Linked DNA regions of Mus musculus: all the other regions are linked to region 2. A link is a contact called in public HiCAR-type and HiChIP or PLAC-seq data. All regions are on one chromosome and are shown on one strand. The core of a region is the stretch at or near the end of the contact, and the rest is flanking DNA. Distances in the headings are between cores, read along the strand shown. Region 1 overlaps Ulk4 (unc-51-like kinase 4). Region 2 holds the start of Rpl14 (ribosomal protein L14). Region 3 has its middle 12 kb from the start of Gm19385. Region 4 has its middle 7.0 kb from the start of Mir7090. Region 5 holds the start of 1700020M21Rik (RIKEN cDNA 1700020M21 gene).

Region 1 (2,700 bases), core at 199-2,698, 440 kb before region 2:
ACACAACAATTTTAATTATGCAAATATGACCCAAGCAGCAGAGGTCTGAGGTTAAAGGGCAGAGAGAAGGCTGATAGGCTTATGTATCTGGTGACATTTTCCTTGTTCATTTCCTCTGTGGGTTAGACTGATCTGCTTCCTCACACTGTGTAGGCAGGTACCATATTTCTTTATGATCCTGGCCCCACATCAGTGTGCAAATACTAAAAGTCGCTGTATAAAACATTACATCGCCTCTTCTGCCCACATGCTGGGCAACAAGGCCAGATGGATCCCCAGTAAGCAAAGCTGCATGCACAAGTTTGACATCTAGTTCCTGTTTCTGCTAGAGAAGGCCAAGTCAAAAGCCTGAAGGTTTTCTTGGATACACCTTGTCACGTCTCCTCCAGATCAGAGGCACCCTGCACGCCCTGACCCGTGGTAGTCAGGAGCTCCATCTAGGAATGGCCTTTTGAGTGTGGGTCCCAAGAGAAAGGCTCAGATGCAAGGTGGACACACACTGAGCAGGTGTTTGGGGAAACCAGGGCCAGTGGGTAAAGCAGGGCCAGCCAAGCAATAGTGGACGGCAACCACGGGTGCAACCTCCAGGTCTTGGATCCCAGGGTCAATACTAGGCAGACATTAGGTCTGAAACTATGACTTCACTAGAAACAAGGGAACTGTGTGTCAGGCTTGGCAAGGGCTACACTGTAGGACCTTAATCCCTATGTGCTTGAGGGTCTCTGGGAGGGCAGACATGGTTGGCAAGCCAAGAGCAGTCTCTGACTAAAGTCCCTGTGTCCCTGAGAAGGGTGCAGACTAAGGCGACTGGGGGCCTGTGTGGACTCTGGCCATGCCCACTAAGGTCTTCCTCTAGGCCCTGCCCCTGTCTAGCCCCACCCTCGTCCCACCTAGGCTCCGCCCCTTCTAAGTCCCACCCCCAGGCACTTCCCATCATCTGGCTTGGGGTTGATACTTCTGTGTGTTTGAAGATGCTTCTGTTGAACCACCAGACTGGCGAATGGGTATCACCAAGCCAGTGAGGGCCTGCAGGGACAGAAGGAGGGCTCTCTCTCTGCCTGGTGGCTTTACAGATCTGTAAGTGGGTTTACAGATCTGGGTCAGCCGCCCTGTTCCTTAGCCATCACACCTGAACTAGAACCTGAGCAGTCAGCTCTCTGGCTCTCAGGCTTCAAGCCCCACCCCCAGCCCCACCCCCACCGGCATTCCCAGGTCTGAAGCTCACAGCAGCAGATCAGTGGCATCTCCTGCTTCCACAGTTGCCTGAGCCTGTTCTTCACAAAAATCTCTACGTGTAAAGAAACATGCATTGAATGTGTATTCACAGACAGACAGACAGACACACAGACACATACAATATCCTGCCAGCTCTTTATTACCCAGGTCCTGACCGTCACCCAGTTCCACCCTACTCAGCACACTAGGTCCCTCCCCTGGTGGCTTCCAGGAGAACTGGAAGTGTCCTGGTAAATTAGGTGCAGGCAAATGGATTTCCCCCCAAACAGTTCTTATTCCAGTGATCTCAAGAGTCTGAAAGGAAAGGATGAATGAGGGAGGGACCTGTGGCCAGGCCAGTGGGAAACTAGAGCCACCCTGAGGGAGGCCGATGAGGAATACACCAGATGCACACACTGAATGTATGACTCTCCATCTTGGAGTTCGTTTCTCAAGATCCAAAATGTTGTGGGCACGCCTACCTTCTCCAGGCAGGGGCAGGGGTGCTGGGATCCTAGGAGCCAGGCTCCTTTATGTTGAGGCTGGTGATCCCAGTGACAGGAATGGCTGCAGCCCCTTCTCTTTGTGTCCTTATTTACTTCCTGCCTTTCAAAGCAAGCACCCCTGTCTCCCCGCTCTGTGTGGGCACAGGTGCTATTCTGAAGGAGACATAAAAGCTTCCTTGGTAAAGAAATTGCTTTGTTCCACCCAGAGGCTCTCAGCCTTTGAGAGAAGAGAGTTTGATAAGCTCTCATCATCTCCGGTTTTCAGAGAGGAGGCCAGACAAAAAGGTGTTCCCTGCCCCTCTGTTCCAAGGACACCAGCCCAGCCCAGCCCAGAGAGAGGGACTTCAAGGGTCACCACACCTGCAGTTGCCTGACATTCCAGCACTGCTACCGGGATGAGAAGCCCAAAGGGGTGTCCTGGGGTGCACGCAGGGGGAGAAGGAGTCCAGAAGGCTGGCCTGGGGTCCATGCAAAAGGACAGGAAACAAAGTGGGCAGTAGCCTGTGGCTGAGGCTGGCTCTGCTGCTACAAGACTGTAGGTTTGCCAGTAAATGGTGGTGAGATCAGGGCGCACGCGTGCACTTGTGTATGTGCTGCATTTGTGTCTGTGCACTTGCCAGTGTATCTATGTGTGTGTGTGTGTGTGTCTATGTACATTTGTGCAGAAACTTTTTTCTATCTTACCAGGGGTGTGTGTGTGTGTGTGTGTGTATGTATGTACATTTGTGCAGAAACTTTTTTCTATCTTACCAGGGGTGTGTGTGTGTGTGTGTCTATGTACATTTGTGCAGAAACTTTTTTCTATCTTACCAGGGGTGTGTGTGTGTGTGTGTCTATGTACATTTGTGCAGAAACTTTTTTCTATCTTACCAGGGGTGTGTGTGTGTTTGTGTGTGTGTGTGTGTGTGTGTGTGTGTGTAAGAGAGAACACGTACTTTCTGCCTTCTAGTGTCACCCCTCCCCTCTCCCCTGACCCCTC
Region 2 (2,700 bases), core at 82-2,581:
AGGATGAAGTCAGTGAGCTGCATGCATTTGAAGGGCATGGCCTGCCTCCTCACCCGAGTACAGGGTCCATCCACTAAAGCCTAGGATACAAAATCAAGGACCTCAGACAGGCATCTAAAGTTCAAGATGGCTGTAACCTCTACGTAATTTCTAGCCCTTTCTGGACGAAATGTACATTACCATTCAAATGAAGAAAATGCACGTTTGTGAACCCAGTATCCTAAAAGCCTCCACTGTGGTATTTTCAGACAAGGTCAAGCAGCCCAGGCTAGTGGCAAACTCCTGCTTCTCCTACCTTATCCTCCCAGAGCCTGAGGTAGCAGGAGCCACATCTATCTTTAGAATCCAGGGACTCTAGCAAGCACTCTACCAACAGAGCCGCACCTCCAGCTCACTGAAGTCTTCTCAGTTACCTCATTTAAACTCACCTGCATTTGCCTGCCTCGTTTACCCGGTGAATTAGTGCTGTAAGATGAGCTAACTCTACCCAGTGCTTCAAACTCCGTGGCCAGTGTTTCCTCAATGGTAAACCTGTAATCTAAAGAACTCCACCCAAGGACCACTCTAGCTACCCTGAGTAACATCTACGGTGCTGTCGATCTTACGGCCACGTTAAATAAAGATTGTAAAATACTCCGTCCCACACGTACCCTGTTCTGATCAATGACATCTACAATTGCGACCAGCTTTCCAGCATGGGGCCCGAAGGAAATGTAGGCCACCCGGCCAACCTCCACGTAACGCCTGAACACCTAAAACAGGAAAAGAAACAAGGGTTGGCTTTAAATATTCCAAGTCCGCTGCTTACCGGCAACACAGGGCTCGGGGCCGCCCTGGGAGACGAGTTTGAACTTAGTAGCCAGCATTTTTTAACTTCAAGTATCCCGTGGCCACTTTCCCAGCACACGAGCTCCCTGGATCCGCTCTTACCCATGTTTGATACTCCTTTAGTTCTCATACAATTAATTCATCGTTCAATCCACTGAACCACTCCCCGGTTCGCTTTTTCCGGAGAAAAAGAACTGAAGGGAGCTCATGAGGAGCCAGGCCGCCGGGCAGGTCCGAGGCCGCAGCAGCGCCGCCATCCCCGGACCTCAGGCCCAGCCACTCCCGCCACTGCGCACGCGTGGCCCCGGTAGTGCGGTCCACGCGAGCCGCGCTCCCTGCGGGCTGGGTTCCACGCCCCGCTGCCTCCCCACGCGCTGGCCGGGTCGCGCAGAGCCACTCCACGCCGGGGCTCCCCCGCCCGGGGCAGAAGACGGGCGTCGCGACGGCCGCACTCGGAGCTCTCGGCACACACACTCACCATGTTGGCGGCGCTCAGCGAGAAGAGAGAGGGCCCGCCCTGCCGTGCGCATGTGTCGGCAGAAGCCCCGCCCCCGACGTCCAGCGTGCCCACCGATTGGTCGACGGGGAAACGTGCGTGCTTTTACGCATGCTCACTGGGTTATGACATGGCGGTTCCGGCTCTCTATGGACTGCTTCTCCTCAGACACGTGCAGTGAGCTTGGCGTTGTAATTTCTCCTTTCTATTTTGTTTGGGTTTGGGATTTTGGGGACAAGGCCTTTTAGTGTAGGCCTTCCACACTGTATAATCCAAGCAGGCTCGCTCGCAGCAATGCTCCTGCCTCAGTCTCCCAAATGTTGGCATGACAGGGCGGTCACTCCTGAGAACTTTAGGGATAGGAAGGACTCATAGGATGAACTGTCTGTCCCCAGCCCACTTCCCTTTTCTTCTGTATACACAGGATATAATTAAGACACAGCCGAGGGTGCTGGCGCTCGCCCTTAATCCCAGCCCTCGGGAGGCAGAGGCGGAAGCAAATCTGGATTTAAGGCCGCTTCCCCTACCAAGGAGACATACTGAGACATTGTCTTAAAAGTCCAAAGACACAGGGCTGGAGAGATGACTCAGCTGTTAAGAGCACTGACTGCGCTTCCAGAGGTCCTGAGTTCAAATCCCAACAATCATATGGTGGCTCACAACCATCTGTAGTGAGATCTGACGCCCTCTTCTGGGGTGTCTGAAGACAGCTACAGTGTACTTACATATAATAAATAGGCCGGGGGGTGGGGGGAGGCGGGCGGGGGAAAGGGAATATATTTCACAGATATGCCTCTTATGGAGGCATTCCTCCAAGTGGGGCTCCCTCCTCCCAGAGGACCCTAGCTGTGTCAAGTAAACAAGAGCAAAGGAGCACACTGGGTGCCTTCCTCAGTCACTCTTCTTCCGGTCTTTATGAGACAGCCTCTCACTGAACCCAGAGTTTGCCAGTTCAGATAGGCATGCTGGTCACTGAGCCCCAGGGGCACACTTGTCTCTACCTCCCCAGGATGACCACTGCAGGCCATCGATCCTAACTCTTCCTAACTCTTCATGTGTGTGATGGGGATCCAAATTCAGGCCTTTACAACATTAAGCACTTTACATACTCTTTTATGTGTGTGGAGGAATAGTCCCCTTGGAGGCCATTAAAGCTAGAGCTATGAATGAGCTGGAAACAGAACTCAAGAAAGCATTCAACTGCTAGTCATCTCTGTGGCTCTGAACGAACCCCATTTCAGACATTTTATTTTATTTTATTTTATTTTATTTTATTTTATTTTATGTGTATGGGTGTTTGTGAGCACCAAGCGCAAACAAACTTAGTACCTGCAGAGGCCAGGAGAGGGCATCACATCCTCTGGAACAGGAGTTAA
Region 3 (2,700 bases), core at 86-2,585, 280 kb before region 2:
TTGAGAAAGCTCAGGGACTAGAGCCAAGGCCAACCCACAGCTGATGTGACTGACAGCAGATGCAGGCAGGAGCCTAGCCAAGAGCAGAAGGAAGGAGCACCAGCCAGGGCCCCTGGAAACTGCCAATTAACTGTGGCAAAAACTGAACAGAGGGACCCTTAGGCTACTCAGCTTGGGGTTGTTTGTTATGCAGCGGCAGATGGCTGGTAACTAATGCTATCAATTGACAAAGTTGGAGAGGGACACCCCTCTCCTTAAAGCAAATGTATTTGCCTTTTCAGGGACAGCTGATATTTCAGACTGGCCATCTCGGTATCCTGTCTTCAAGGACCAGTTCCAGGGCCCCTTGAGTCTTTAGAAATGAGCCTCATAGAGAGTCAGCTGTCATGTTTACCACCTCAACATCTGTCAACGTTTGGAGGTGTTCAATGCTGGGAAGGTAGACTGTGACAGATCTAGATTAAACCTGACACTGATCAACTGTGGGACTTAACCTCTTTGAGCCCCAGATGTGTGTGTGTGTGTGTGTGTGTGTGTGTGTGTGTGTGTGGTGTGTGAGAGTGTGGTATATTGCACATGTGTATGGAGAACAGAGGAAATCTGGTGTACTGCTTACCAGGTTCTGTCCATTTCTCTTTTTGAGACAGGGTCTTACTGAAACTCACTGACTAGGCTAGGCTGGCTGGCCAGTGGGCCTCAGGGACCTGCCTTCACCTCCCTAGTGCCGGGATAACAAACATGTGCCACCAAGCCTAAGCTTTTCTGTGTGGTTCTGGAGGCTGAACTCAGGTTCATGTGCATGCATGGCAAGCACGTCACTATTTCCCAAGCCCAAGCCTCGATTTCTTCATTAGTGAAATGGGTATAATTTTGTTTCATAATATCTTTTAGGATTGAATGCAGTTGTAAGGGGCTCAGCTCATGACAGGGTTGCCAGGAAGAGAATGGAAATCTGACGGAAGTGTAGGCATTAGTACACCAGGGGAACTTAATGAAAGTCTCCATCTTCCCACACAAATGGGGGCTGCAATTCTAAACTGACGTCATCTGTGAGTCATCTGAAGAGGTCAATGACAAACTAGCTTCCCCATGCTCATGAATCTCGCTGTGGGTCTTGCTTCGGAAGACTTGTACCATAACCCAGTCGGGCCAGAGTTTTGGCAAAGCCGCTTTGTGCTGTGGTGTAGTGTTTAGTGAATTTCTTCCTGCTTCTGAGCCCAGAGATGATTGTCTTGGCAGCCAGAGCACATGTTTCTCTCCCAGAAGAACACTGGAGTAGAGAATGGTTTGCTCCTTTTTAGCTAGTTCCCTCCTGTTCCCCACCCAGTCCATACCGCACCCCTCAGCATGGCTCCAATTCCTGCGGATCTGCACGCAGAGCCCAGGGGTGAGGAGTGGCTTCCACTCCAGGTCTGACTGAAGAGTAGAACAATGGTCGGGACCCCATGACAGTTGTTGTGGCTGCTGTTTCTTTTCTTAGACTCTTCCCAGGGGGCTGCAGCCTCCAGTACTTGCCAGTAATGCCCAGGAGCTGCCTGTCTCCTCATGGCTGGAGAAAGTGTTAAAGGGGAACCCGTGAGCTTTGGGTCATCTCATTTTGCTCACCCCAAATCATACTCCATATACTTCTATGAGTTTTGCATGCGTGCACACAAACACATAGATTGTGTCTCTCTGCTTATATATGGGAAGAGAGAACATGTGTGTGCAAAACTAGGTCATAATGATTAATTCATTTAATATGGCATCGATCTTCTCAGTAAACCTTTGCTAAAACGCCACAATCTAGGGCCAGAGAGATGGCTCAGCGGTGGAGAGTGCTCACTGCTCTTGCAGAGGAACTGAGTTCGGTTGCTAGCACCCTCGTTAGATATCTCGCAACAGCTTCTGTCTCCAGCTCCAGCAAGTCCCATGCCTTCTCCTGCCTACTTGGCTACTGCACTCATACATACACAGGCACACACACTCACTCACAATTTTAAAGAAGAATCTTACAAATAAAGAGCCGTACCCTAGAGGTCAATAGTCAAGCCAGCGCAGGCACGGTATGCATGTCAGTTTTAAAAATTTTTTACTTTTAATTTGACCTTGAAGAATGACCTGTGCAAACTCCGGCTGTTCCTGGAGGAATTTGAGGCCATCTTCCTGAGTTTTATGTTATTATTGATCATACCACCACCCCTACAAAATGACACTTCTCAGTGGAGAATTTTTTTTTTCCATTTTAGTTCAGAACATTCCTCTATTAGTTGGGACTATTTTGTATGCTGCAGACATGTTGTGTCTTTGGCCCTTGTCAGCTCAGGACTGGGAATTGAGTCTAAGTCTATATGACTAAAACACAACCTGACTCAGTTAGTGGCCAGAATGAACCATCCACTCTTGACTTAAGCTAATGATGAAATGATCGCAGACTGTTCTGCACCGATAGGCTGGAGTATGATAGCTGTGTGTCCAGGCTGGCCTTGGACGGCCCTGGGGAGTGCTGCGTGTTTACTCGCGGTCTTCTCTCACAGCCAGGAGTATGCTTGCTTACATGATGAATCTGCCAAGTTACAGTGTGAAGCCCTGCTGCAGAGCAGTTACTGTCCACATTCAGCTCAAAAAATATTGATGAGATAAAGGTGCTGTGTGTCCAAGAGAACCTGATCCGCCCACAAGGCTGAAGGCCACCTGGCACTGAAGGCCTGGAGGACCCCT
Region 4 (2,700 bases), core at 97-2,596, 390 kb before region 2:
TGCTGTCTTGCTAGACACTAGGCCTGGCAGCCACCGCCCACGCCTCCCATTCCCTGCTTCTCCCACTCAAGGTGATATGGCTTGCTCCCCAAGCTTATAAACTACTGTGGAATAGATGAACACACTGGCTAGTGGGGGGAAGGAGGCAAGCACAGCTCCTCCTCTGCCCCGCCTCCCTGCCCTGTGCTGGCCCAGGCTCCAGCCTGCACTGCAGCCTCACTCCCTAACTCCAGCAGCCACTAAGCACACCAGGCACAGACAGAAGCAGAGCACCAGGCAGGCGGCTGGCCCCAGCTCAAGCCTTTGCCCTAAACCATAGCCTGAAAGTAGGGGCTGGTTGTGCTGCCCTCAAGAAATACCAGAAAGTAAGTGGCCACAGCTGCCCTGAGGATACCTAGGTAGCTGTGGTGGCCATCTTTTGTTTTCTGTGTGCACTCACAGACTCCGGGGACCCTGGGCTGGCATATCCTGTGCTCTATTCCAGCAGAGAGCTGCTGCACAAGGTGAGTGGAGGGTTTGCTCCCCCATCCCAGCCAGCTCACAAACGGCCTTTACTCCCTTCCCCAGACACTGAAAAACCAGCCACAGTCCGGGTGGCTCAGCTGTGGTAACCTCAAAGGCAGCACAAGAAGGCAAAGAATCATTGGCCTCTTGTGACTTTCTTGGTCATATGGTTGGCCTAGGCAGAAGCTTGGGACCCCAGTGGTAGAGGATGTGACTAGCAGCTTTAACCAAGAGGCAACAGGCCCAGAATCACAGATGCTACTCAACCTTGTGCAGCAGGTAGTCTCTTTGTTTTTGTAGTGGCTCTGTTCAAGACCCCATATGCCCCAAGGGCAGCAGCCATGTTCTACTTTTCTATTGATGCACTCAGCCACACTGGAGTCTTTTACTGAATGCTCACTAAAATGGCCATGTGACAGCTTATTTAGCTGTTGGGAGTTTCTATTACCCACAATGCTCTGCCTTTGACAGCACCTCAAGCTCTTGAGAATATCTGGCTTACAGTCTGCTGGCCCCACCCCAAACAGACACAGGGTGTGGTTTCTATTGTTCATGAAGATCTCTTGGAAATACAAATGGCACTCTTCCCAGTCTAAGAGGTCTTTGCCTCTCCTTTTGAAAAATTGTGTGCCTGTCCACCCCAGTGCACTGCTCTCTGGGGTCCGTTGCCTTCCACTTTGTGAAGACAGTGCCTTTTTAAAAACACAATCTCACTTTCATTTACTGGGTACCACTGCTGCTTGTGGAATGGGGAAGTTGGCTTCCCCTCTGCTACCTGGATCAACTCTGACCCGCTGAGTCATCTCACCAGCCTGAGGCAGGGTTTCTCTTGCCACATCTGGCTTTTTAAAAATACAGGCTCCAGAACTCCAACTAGGATGACCAGGTTTTCGCCTGCTGAGCCAGCCCTCTCTGGGGCTGCTTGCTTGGCCTCACCACTGACTGAAGAGACCTATAACTTCTTCTAATGTTGGCAGTTGAGGAGTCAGGGGTAGGAGAATGGACAGACCACATTCCACAATGCTGCCTTCTCCTTCAGATCTCACCAGTTTATAATTGTACTCAGGATACTACTTTCAGGAGGCAGTGTGGTAGAAGATCTCTCTCTAGAGAACAGACAGCCATCAGACCTGTCAGATCAAGAGCAGCTGCTTATCTTGCCAGCACCTTTCACTATCAGGACCCAGATCAAAGTACCTCATCTGTGCCCTTGGCGTGGTGGCTGCTGCAGAGGAAGGAGTCAGGTGTCTAGCTCCCAAGGACAGCTCAAAACTGGAGCTGCAGTCAGAAAGCTGCTCTGGAAGCCCCATCTTCCCTTCCCTTCACCTGCACCTGTGTCAGAACCAGGACAGCTGCTTAGGAGCTCCCACCTACAGCATTGCTTCAGACGTGTGGGTGCCTGCCAGCATCCTGTGCACCTCACCCCTCCAGGCATGCCTCTGTGAATGCTGCCCTACCGAGTGTGCTAAAGTGCTAGTAGAGTATGGTGTTTGCTTTCCTACAAGCCTCCAACCACTGCCCGTGAGGCATGCCTACATCTCAGACAGCACCCATCTGCACTTCTGTCCCTTTGCCACCTCTGCAGGTAGGACTTGGCTCTGTATCATCCTTGTGCTTCTAGGTATTCCAGAACTACCACCATACGGAATACCCTGCTGCGGTCCCTCACATAAAAGGGTGACTGGAGTAAAGCTCTACCCCTGTTAGCCGGACCCCACCAAGGTATCTCTGAGGACTTCCTCACAGGACCCTCTTCCTCCTGTGAATTTAACAGGCACAATCTTAAGACTCAGGAAAGCACAACACAAATTCTCACTTTTTAGAAAACCCAACCACGAGTTGTAACACATCTTTCTTTGTAGGAAATGTGTACAAAGTCTGCTTGACAGACCTACCACCAAAATGACAGATCATCTGGCAGGCCACAGGGAAGGAGCCCATTTTGGTTTTAAGATCAGATAAACACGGTTACTGGTTGAAATGACTAGAAGGGTTGTCCTCTCCAAGTGAGCCTCACTAGCAATGATGTTTAAGTTCAAACCCAGGCAGAGCCTCACTCCTGCAGTGGGACGGCAGCAGCCTAAGGAGGCTTAGTCAGCTTAGTCAGCTCCAGCTCTAGCTGCTGCTCAGTGTAGCACAGAGACTACTGCAGGAAGCCTGCCTGCTCCTGGGCGAGAGGGTGAGCTGAAGGGCTGG
Region 5 (2,700 bases), core at 31-2,530, 340 kb before region 2:
TGGAGTTGCTCTTGTCATGGCGATGAGGAAATTTACTTGAGAACACAGTGGCCATTCTGACTGTGGAGAAATGGAACCTCGATGCTTGATTTGTGTTTTCCTGGTATATAAATATGTTGAATATTTTTCACACACTTACTGGCTATTGCAATAAAATATCTGGATGCAGGTTGGCTATATTTGGAAGGGGAAAGTAGCAGACCTTGTTTACCAACCCAGTAACGGCTCCTATCTGCCACTTGAGCCCACACTGAGCAAGGCCCACCTCCCTTGAGCTATGACATAGTTAGACCAGCAAGACAAAAAGGTTGCTTACTGGAGAACTCCATTTAAGCCACAGAGAAAACCGGCACTGTGTTTGTAGTCCTCAGCCCACCTTTAACAGGGGCGTGACACCAGGAACCTCAGGAGCTACATTATAACCGCAAGGCAGAGGACAAGAGAAAGCCAAAAGCATTGGCCTCGAATCTGAAAATTTGTCACTGGAGTAACCAGTTTCTATTTGCTTGAGAAACATCGGACTTCAAGATCCCGCTCCTGGTACTCTTGGGGAAGAGCGCTCCAAGATGGTTGGTTGGTGGGGATTTTTCCTCCCCTCCCCCTTTCTTCTTGTTTGATTCGAGATTTAGCCCAGAACAAGCAGCAAGGTATCTGAGAATTGACTGAAACTATCTTTGTGGCTCTATAGTGCCTGAGAGACCTAAAGCAGACACTTAACATATATACTATTGTGTTACCTTCGACCTTTCTGCTAGACAGAGCGCCACAGTGGTGTACCGTCACACTGTTACGGCAAAAGGGGGTATTGAGGTCTAATCAGTTCAGAAAATACACACAGCTAACAAGATTTCATTACTGTGGGAATCCTCACAGCCTTTAGTGGGCAGGCGGGCTGGAGAGAGAGCCATACTCCCAGGCCTATATGACCTGCAGCTAGCTAGTGCTCTCCCAGAGGACCAGAATTCCAATCCCAGCACCCATTTTGGGTAGATTCAAACCATTTGTAACTCTAGCTCCAGGGAATCCAATGCCCTCTTCTGGCCTCTGAGGGTACTACACTCATGGGCACACACAAACAGATAGAACATCTTTTTTTTTTTAATGGAAAAAATAAGCAACGCATTTATTGCTAATTGTTATGGTGTTAAAAACACACTTCTGAGATGTCTAATGTTTAAGCATTTGCTTCCCAGCAGGTGGCGCTGTTTGGGGGGGGTTAATGGAACCTGCAGGAGGCGGGGCCTCCTTGAAGGAAGTGAGTCCTTGGGAGCTTGGCCCTGTTTCCTGTCTGGTATCTGCTTCCTGTTCCATCGGGGTATGAGGAGGGGAGGTGTACTATCTACACACTCCAGCTGCCACAGAGCTCTCTCTCACACACACACCATGCGGTCCCTGCCGTGATTGGCTATATCGTAGAGGGTGATCCTGAATAAATCCTCATTCACCCGCCCTCCCTGCCCCCAGTTGTTTTTGTCTGGCATTTTGTCACAGTGTCAAGGAAAGTGGCTCTCACGGATGTCTGTGTGAAGCAAGGCACACCAGGCCCTTCCCCGCGGGCTTAGGATGCTTCCAGAACATGTAGCTTCCGGTGGGTGGAGAACAGCGGAGGAGAAGCGCATTAGCTCCTGGCTGTGTTGGCCCACCACACAGACTTTGCCTGGCTTACTATGCGGAGACTGGAAACAAGAAGAAGGTGATCTGCCTGTGAGCTGTGTTGGTGCAGTAGTGGCATAAAGCTCGTGGGAGAAACCAGCCAACATCTGACTGGATTTAAGGCCACTCTGTGAGATGGAACCCATCCCTGATGCTGCTTGGCTGGCCAAGAACCTGAGACTGGACAGGCCAGGGACCTAAGGGAAAATCAAACACTACAGTTCTCCTTAAGGAGCATACCGATGAAATGACTCCTAACAGCATTCCACCATGCTCTTTCCTTGTATAGCCACCACTTGCAGCAGATGGGGCTAAATACAGACACGCACAGTCTCACCTTATGCAGAGAGTGAGAGACCTTAGAACACTCAGCCCTAACCATGGCGTCTATGTTTTCAACCCTCAGGGCTCAAGGAACCCTGCACAGGGGACAGTGCAAAGAGTGTAGGAGCCAGAGGGGACAGAGGACACCAAGGAAGCAACACGGCAAGACCCCGAATGTATGAACTCACAGAAACCGTGACAAAAGGCACAGGGCCAGCATAGTCTGCACCAAGCAGTCCTGGAGCCGAAGGGACAAGTGGCTACAGCCACCATCCCTAACCCAGCAACGATCTCCAGCTGATAACCACTTGCAGATGAAAATATGCCTTTCTCCAAGGGAGTCTCACTGGGGACACAAACCACTCTTAAGGGTAGGGTTCATGTCCACAAACTCAGTGGTGTCTTTAGAGGTTGTCTCCTAAGGTTGAGTCTTTTTAAAAAATATTTTATTTTACTTTGCAGGTCCTTTACATATATGCTACGGCTTCCAGTTTTGTGTTAATGTGTGCCAATGTGTGTGTGTCTGTGTGTTTCTTGTGTTTTTTTCTTGGGCTTTTTCTTCTGTTTGTGTTTGTCCTGTTCTGATTTGTTATTGTTATTTTATTTTAACCATTCCTTAGATTCCTGCTTGCTTTCTAAGGAGAGACAAAAAAGATGTGAATGGAAGGAGAGGTGAGGAGGGGTTTGGAGGAGTGGGGGGAAGGGAGAGCAAGAGGAAACCAT

What was found. HiCAR-type assays count read pairs that join an accessible place to other places. HiChIP or PLAC-seq counts read pairs in DNA pulled down with a chosen protein or histone mark.
Region 1: an H3K27ac HiChIP or PLAC-seq map of epiblast stem cells shows a contact between it and region 2, with 6 times the contacts expected there. The contact joins the enhancer-like site here to the promoter of Rpl14 in region 2. A contact is called at or near these places in 3 of 39 promoter capture datasets (hippocampal neurons and liver), 9 of 115 datasets of contacts at active chromatin or transcription factors (astrocytes, bone marrow-derived macrophages, embryonic forebrain and 4 more) and 1 of 9 other capture datasets (adipose tissue).
Region 3: a contact with region 2 is called in an H3K27ac HiChIP or PLAC-seq map of embryonic stem cells, with 2.7 times the contacts expected there. The contact joins the enhancer-like site here to the promoter of Rpl14 in region 2. A contact is called at or near these places in 3 of 39 promoter capture datasets (the 3T3-L1 cell line and liver), 5 of 115 datasets of contacts at active chromatin or transcription factors (bone marrow-derived macrophages, embryonic stem cells, memory CD8 T cells and 1 more) and 1 of 9 other capture datasets (adipose tissue).
Region 4: a contact with region 2 is called in a HiCAR-type map of embryonic stem cells, with 4 times the contacts expected there. The contact joins the enhancer-like site here to the promoter of Rpl14 in region 2. A contact is called at or near these places in 17 of 39 promoter capture datasets (the 3T3-L1 cell line, 3T3-L1-derived adipocytes, the C10 cell line and 11 more), 19 of 115 datasets of contacts at active chromatin or transcription factors (the 230-238 cell line, the NIH/3T3 cell line, acute myeloid leukemia and 13 more) and 4 of 9 other capture datasets (adipose tissue, embryonic stem cells, liver and 1 more).
Region 5: an H3K27ac HiChIP or PLAC-seq map of embryonic stem cells shows a contact between it and region 2, with 6 times the contacts expected there. The contact joins the promoter of 1700020M21Rik here to the promoter of Rpl14 in region 2. A contact is called at or near these places in 8 of 39 promoter capture datasets (the HPC-7 cell line, cranial neural crest, embryonic stem cells and 5 more), 1 of 15 datasets of contacts at CTCF or cohesin (the NIH/3T3 cell line), 3 of 484 Hi-C or Micro-C datasets (CD8 T cells and embryonic stem cells), 17 of 115 datasets of contacts at active chromatin or transcription factors (the 230-238 cell line, acute myeloid leukemia, embryonic basal ganglia and 9 more) and 3 of 9 other capture datasets (adipose tissue, liver and pancreatic islet).

Annotation. Positions count from the first base shown.
Region 1 is chr9:121,009,914-121,012,613 of GRCm38.p6, reverse strand. The region is part of intron 35 of Ulk4 (unc-51-like kinase 4); the gene reads left to right. Among named protein-coding and RNA genes, the nearest start is that of Gm34945, 34 kb to the right of the region's middle. Within about 2 kb of position 1,448, at least 19 of the 459 cell types and tissues checked have an H3K27ac peak or open chromatin away from gene starts, as enhancers often do. A contact at or near this core is called in epiblast stem cells, where this site is marked.
Region 2 is chr9:120,570,148-120,572,847 of GRCm38.p6, reverse strand. Rpl14 (ribosomal protein L14) reads right to left here and starts at 1,331. Exons shown (of 6, transcript NM_025974.2): 1 at 1,307-1,331; 2 at 651-752; 3 at 1-80. The coding sequence starts at 1,309.
Region 3 is chr9:120,853,171-120,855,870 of GRCm38.p6, reverse strand. No RefSeq gene overlaps it. Among named protein-coding and RNA genes, the nearest start is that of Gm19385, 12 kb to the left of the region's middle. Within about 2 kb of position 1,335, at least 28 of the 459 cell types and tissues checked have an H3K27ac peak or open chromatin away from gene starts, as enhancers often do. A contact at or near this core is called in adipose tissue, embryonic stem cells and liver, where this site is marked.
Region 4 is chr9:120,960,772-120,963,471 of GRCm38.p6, reverse strand. No RefSeq gene overlaps it. Among named protein-coding and RNA genes, the nearest start is that of Mir7090, 7.0 kb to the right of the region's middle. Within about 2 kb of position 1,346, at least 97 of the 459 cell types and tissues checked have an H3K27ac peak or open chromatin away from gene starts, as enhancers often do. A contact at or near this core is called in the HPC-7 cell line, embryonic stem cells, stem cell-derived epiblast-like cells and 1 more, where this site is marked.
Region 5 is chr9:120,913,830-120,916,529 of GRCm38.p6, reverse strand. 1700020M21Rik (RIKEN cDNA 1700020M21 gene) reads left to right here and starts at 1,280. Exons shown (of 3, transcript NR_040742.1): 1 at 1,280-1,315; 2 at 2,060-2,348; 3 at 2,440-2,700.